Regions from separate parts of the Sus scrofa genome. Here region 2 is linked to region 1. A link is a contact called in public promoter capture Hi-C data. All regions are on one chromosome and are shown on one strand. Each heading gives the region's core, a stretch centred on a gene start, on an enhancer-like site or on the middle of the called end of the contact. The rest is flanking DNA. Distances are from core to core; before and after follow the strand shown. Region 1 holds the start of YES1 (tyrosine-protein kinase Yes). Region 2 holds the start of ENOSF1 (enolase superfamily member 1).

What was found. Promoter capture Hi-C pulls out the DNA fragments that hold promoters and counts their contacts.
Region 2: a contact with region 1 is called in a promoter capture Hi-C map of liver, with 4 times the contacts expected there. The contact joins the promoter of ENOSF1 here to the promoter of YES1 in region 1. A contact is called at or near these places in 1 of 5 promoter capture datasets (liver) and 2 of 47 Hi-C or Micro-C datasets (epiblast stem cells and liver).

What each region holds. Positions count from the first base shown.
Region 1 is chr6:105,504,678-105,507,679 of Sscrofa11.1, reverse strand. YES1 (tyrosine-protein kinase Yes) reads right to left here and starts at 1,596. Exons shown (of 12, transcript XM_021096152.1): 1 at 1,364-1,596.
Region 2 is chr6:105,611,779-105,614,599 of Sscrofa11.1, reverse strand. ENOSF1 (enolase superfamily member 1) reads right to left here and starts at 1,342. Exons shown (of 16, transcript NM_001243617.1): 1 at 1,214-1,342. The coding sequence starts at 1,297.

The sequences.
Region 1 (3,002 bases), core at 347-2,846:
CTAATGTCCAAAAATTAAAGTACAATTAAACTTCCTTTTATTAAAGGGTCAGCTATGGCAGGGGTCTAGAGTATTAACAAAACAGAAATATGGTTTACTGACATACAATATAGACCAATATATGAAAATCATGTGACACATACAAGATCCTTGGCTTCTAATACAAGACACTCCATTACCTGTCCATTCAAAATGTTGTTTCCTGTCCACTGTGTGCCAACCATTGTGCTAGCTAAGATATTAGATTTGCCACATACTTTCTTTGCTTTAAATGCACACTTACATGTACATATATAGTAATATTTTCCTCCTCATGTAATTTAACTATAAACATTTAACAGGATGGTTTAAACACACTAGAATTATCAAGATAACTTTGGTACTGCAATCCTGCAGCTGCAATACACGAATATACTACAATCACATATAGGTATATGTGAAATCATCTATGTGAACACACATACCAGTGGAAACTATGTATGTTCCCATGATAATGGCATGAACATAAAGTTTTATTCGAATGGAGACTCAACTTTTCATTTCTTTAATAATTTATGAATTGTCATTCCATGCCTGTTTTAATTAAGCAGAAAATAATTCAACCACCACACAGCAAAAATTAAAGCGGTCTCTACATCGGACTTGATTTTCGAAGAGCTTCTTAAAACAACGCTGCCCCATGTCCAATGAAGCAAAAGCGGAAAGCAATTACCAAAAAGAAAAACATATTAAAAACAAAATTTTCTTTAACACATGCGGACAGAGAACCGAACCAAATGGGAGGCAGAACTGCAAAACAATGTAAAAGTGCCCGCAGAACGGCATATTTCCCAACCCCCAACCCAAAACAAAGGAAAACTTTAACATGTTGCGGTTTTCAATCAAACCAAGTGCAGCGAGAGGCTCACCCACTCGCTCCCCCCAACCACGCCCGCTCTCCCGGCACAGTTGCCACCCGGCGTCCGCCAACGCGCAGACCCCCGACCCCTGGGTCGGAAAGAGGCCACAGCCCTCACCCCTAACTTCGGCCAAAATAAACCTCGCTGCCCCCTTGGCCGACGGCCCGCACGACCTTATAGACGCTTGTGCGGATGTCCCAGCGCAGCGAGGACCTTAGGGCGGACTAGGGCGGGATGGAGAAGGGCTGGACGGGGCGGAGACCCAGGCTGGGGGCAAGCAGGTAGCGCCGGGAAGGAGACACACCCGCCGGGCTAGCGGGGCCGGGGGAGGGGAGAAGTTTCTCCCCAACTTCCCGACTCGGAGCGGGCGGGGGCGGGGAGCAGCGGCGCCTCCGGGCGCCGGGGCCTACTGCTGTGGGCCGGGGTCGGCCACCTCCCCCCGCGGGGCCCCGAAAGGTCCTTACCTGCCCTCCAGCTGCGCTCGCATGAGTCGCCGCGACGGCGGGGAGGGCTGGCGGGGAGGGGGCGGCGGGCGGAGGCGAGGCCCGCGGGGCCCTCTCCCTCCTCCACCTCCTCGTCCCAGGCGCCCGGCGGCAGGAACGATTGCACAGCCAGCGGAGGACTCGCTACTTCAGGAGGAGGGAATTCCCGGGCTCTCCCACCCCTCGGCCTCACGCTCCGCCTCCTCCCCGTGCGGGGCCCGCCCTCACTCCAGGCTCCGCCCCCTGCGCGGGGGCGGGGGCGAGGACTACCTGCGCTGCCGACCGGTCACCGGAACTCGCGCGGCGCGGAGCTCCAGCGACCCCGCCTTCCGGCCTCCGCACGCGCCCCTCCTGGGCTGTTGGCCGCCCTCCGGCGGTCGGGGTCAGCGGCGAGTCCGAGTTACTTCTCCCGACCCAACATGGCGGCGGGGTCCGGGGCGGATTCCCGAGGCGGCGCAGGCTAAGGGGGCGTGAGGAGGAGGCGCTTCTCCACGAGGAGCGCAGTACCACAGCGCCCCCTCCCCACCCGCGGACCTTGTGGCCGCCCGCTCGGCTGCGGCGGGAGATGGAGCGGGAGTTCGCTTCCACCCCGTCGTAGTTTCCCCTTATCTTCGCCAGGCTCTCTGTAGTTGCCGGGGGCTTTGTCTTTGCGGGGTAGGCACGGGGGAGGGGGGAAATGGTGAGTTGGGTGCTTGCCCCTCAGCGCTATGCTTCCGCACCCTTTGTCGTTGGTAGTAAAATCTCAGCCAGCCGCGTGAGCCAGAGGGGCGTTACTAACACCCTCATCACGGTCCTGACTGCCGTCCAAAAAACGTTCGCGTCTGGCCTCCTTCCGATCCAGGGATCCTGTCCCAGCCCCAGGAGCTTCCTGTTGACTATTGGTCGAACCAGCCTTGCGGAGAGAGGGAACCCAAGCCGAGTTCTGTTGGCGACTCTCCCAGTAATGGTGGCTTTGGCTTGTTTTAGGAGACCGTATTCTTAGGCGATCGTGGCAAGATCCCAACGAAGGAACTGGACAGGTATTGTCCTGTTCGACAGTTGTGGAAACTGAGACTGCCACCCCGACGAACGCGGAGCAGCCCCAACTGGAATCCTGCTCACCTGCATCCAAGCACCTTTTCCTACTGGCCTTGTAGTGAGTCGCCGATGGAGAAGAAAAGGAGAGGGTCCCGAAGAAGCTGAGATTAAAAGTGAGGGTCAGGGAGTTCCCGTTGTGGTGCAGTGGTTAACGAATCCGACTAGGAACCATGAGGTTGCGGGTTCGGTCCCTGCCCTTGCTCAGTGGCTTAACGATCCGGCGTTGCCGTGAGCTGTGGTGTAGGTTGCAGATGCGGCTCGGATCCCGCATTGCTGTGGCTCTGGCGTAGGCCGGTGGCTGCAGCTCTGATCAGACCCCTAGCCTGGGAACCTCCATATGCCGCGGGAGCGGCCCAAAGAAATAGCAAAAAGCCAAAAAAAAAAAAAAAACAAAAAAAACTGAGGGTCACTCAGTGTCTGAAAGGGCTGAATCCTCTGCTAAAATCACTTCTGCCCTCTCAGACTCAGATTAACTTCCTCTTCGTATTTCCTCTTTGGTGGGATTATCACAACAATGTTGGGGCTGTTGGTTTCCTTTGTGGTT
Region 2 (2,821 bases), core at 93-2,592, 110 kb before region 1:
AGCCCTAGAAAAGGCAAAAAGACAAAATAAAAATAAAAATTAAATAAAAAGAACTTCAGCATCTTTTTTTTTTTTTTTTTTTTTTTTTTTTTTTTTTTTTTTTTAGGGCCACACCCGCAGCATGTGGAAGTTCCTAGGCTAGGGGTGGAATTGGAGCTATAGCTGCTGGCCTACACCACAACCACAGCATTAGGGGATCCTTAACTCACTGAGTGGGGCCAGGGATGGAACCTGAGTCCTCACAGATACTAGTGGGGCTCGTTACCACGGAGCCAGGACAGGAACTCCAACTTCAGCACTTTTTAACAAGAAACCACTTCAAGTACACCAAGGACAAGGAATGTGAGGAACATCCACCCAGCTCAAAAGTACAGTTAAAGTCAGTCCTGAGGTATCCATTCCCCACCCCCTACAAGTAATGGGTAATCATTATCCTAAATTGGATGCTTCCCATGTTCATTACATAACCACACTTTTCTAGTGTGGCCATTCATGAGTGGGCCTGGAAGGGCAGTGTCCCAGGGACAGGCTGGAGGAGACCCTGCACAGGGCTCATGTGTTTGGGAAATACTGCACTTGAAGGTGGTGCTGGTGTGGGGTGTCTCAGAGCAAAAATGTCCTTCAGTGTGTACTTTACTGCATTTCCACAGATTGACATCTGCTTAACTGTTCACAGTGACACATCCTCTCTATTCATGTTTTCAGCCTCCTCTCAAACCACCTGTTACTACGAGCTTGTTTGGTCTCCCAGGCAGACTGTGAATTGTTCATTTCACAGATAAGCCCAAGAAGCACAGAGAGGTTAGGATCTTCTGGTCACTGCAAATTGTGGCAGAGGCAGGATCACCACCTAAATCACCCTGCCAGGGGCTTTCTGGTCTCTACCACCGCGAACCATGTCAAGTCTAAGGTTTGATGGGGAGACACCACCACCGTTTTGCTGTTGTTGCATATCATGCACTCCATTTCCAGCAAAATGCAAGTCATAAAAGTAAAAACAGGAAATACTAAACTCCAGCAAAGCAAAAAACAATAAGAAAAAAATAAAACCTAGGAGAGTGTAGAATCTCTAAAAACTTTCATTCCCCTTCCCGGCCTCTCCACTCACAAAAGCAACAGTTCCAAAGTTGGGAACCTTTCCAGGACCACGGGGTGCCCGGCGCCAAGGAGGGCCCTGGCGTCGATGAGACCAGAGGCATTGGGCAGCACCTACCATAGCGTCTGAGCCGTGGCCCTCGAGAGACGTGGGGAAGCGCAAGTCGTGGACCGAGAGTCGGGAGATCCTGCCACGCACCATGTCGCCCTGTGTCGGGGAGACGCCAACCCTGCAGGACACTGTGTGCGCAGCTGAAAGGGTGCACAGCCGGAAGGGTGCACAGCCGGGCTTGGCGGGGGCTGATTGGCCGCGCAGCCCGGGGGCGTGGCCGCGCTCGAGAACTTGGCCCGACCCAAGGGGCCAGCTCAGCTCTAGGTCCTCGATTCGCGATTCTTTGCGCCAAGTTCCCGTCCCGCAGTGGGGGTGCTGCCTACTGCCACCCTGCCCGCCCCCAGGTAGACTCGCTCAGGGTCTCGGCTGACCCCACACCGAGTCAGTGCCCCAGCAGGACCCTGCTCCACCCAGACTAGAAACTAGCAAAGTGACCGTACCCAGAGCAGCACCCTGGAAGAAGCCGAGTCTGGTCAGAGTGCAATCCGCAGATTCGGCCCTGGGCTCAATTCCTGACCTCAGTCTGCAGGTCCATGCGGCTCAGCCAGGACAGCCTTGTGCTGGAAAATCCTGTGTCTTTAAGTGACCTCAGCCTGTTTGATAAATTAAGAGGTGGGTCACCATTTATTACATCCCTGCTGATGCAGTACTTTGAATACTTTACCTCTTATCCCCCAACACTGCAAGGAAGGCAGGTCATGCCCATTTTATTGGTGAATTGGGGATTCAGAGAGATTAAGTGATGTAAATTATTTGCCCAAAGCCACATAGCTAGTTAAGTGTCCTGGCTGCAAACTCAAGGGCTCTTAGAGTTGCAGGGACTCTGAGGCTCAAAGCTGTAGCATCCCTTTGACAACACGGTGGAGGCTATGGACATCTCCCCCCACCAAGTGTGCACACAGTAAGTTTTATATTATTTTTTGGGGGGTGAGGTCACAACCCCTTGCCTTGTACCACCACTGAGGACTGTTTGGAGGGTTAAATGTTTGGGAGGCAATACTATATAGGTAAGAGTCCATTGAAATGTGTTCTTGAGGGTGTGGCAGGGGTGTTCTCAGGGATACCCAGGTTATCTGCTGCTCAAGGATGCATACATATAGCCCTGTTGGATGAATTCCTTGGCTCAGGACTGAGATGGTTAACTTAGATGCCTACCGGGGCTAGGTAGGCACCAGGATGCAAGGGGGTAAGAAACAGGCAATTGCCGCAGCTAAGGGTTAGCCAGTCAGCTCCAGCTGATTATGACCCTGTGAGAATTGGAGGCCAGATGGCTGCATCTTACCATTTTCCAAGTGAAGTCTGAAATGCAAATGTTAATAGGAAATAGCCCTTCTTTTCCCTTGTCCTGCCCTACTCATGTGCCATATGGAGATAACTTTACACATGGATCAACATTAATTCTCGTGTTACCCATTTGTTTACCACTACTATTTCCTGCTTTCTTGATTTTTTGGGGGGAGGCATGTGGCCAGAATATAGGCTCAGTTCATTTTTTTTCAGAATGGGTCTCTGGCCTAGGTGATATATTCTGAGTATTTTGGGTTCTGAAGATGTCTTTTTCTTTCAGATTTGAATGGTTTTATTGTATAGAATTCTTAGTTCAAGAATGAATAC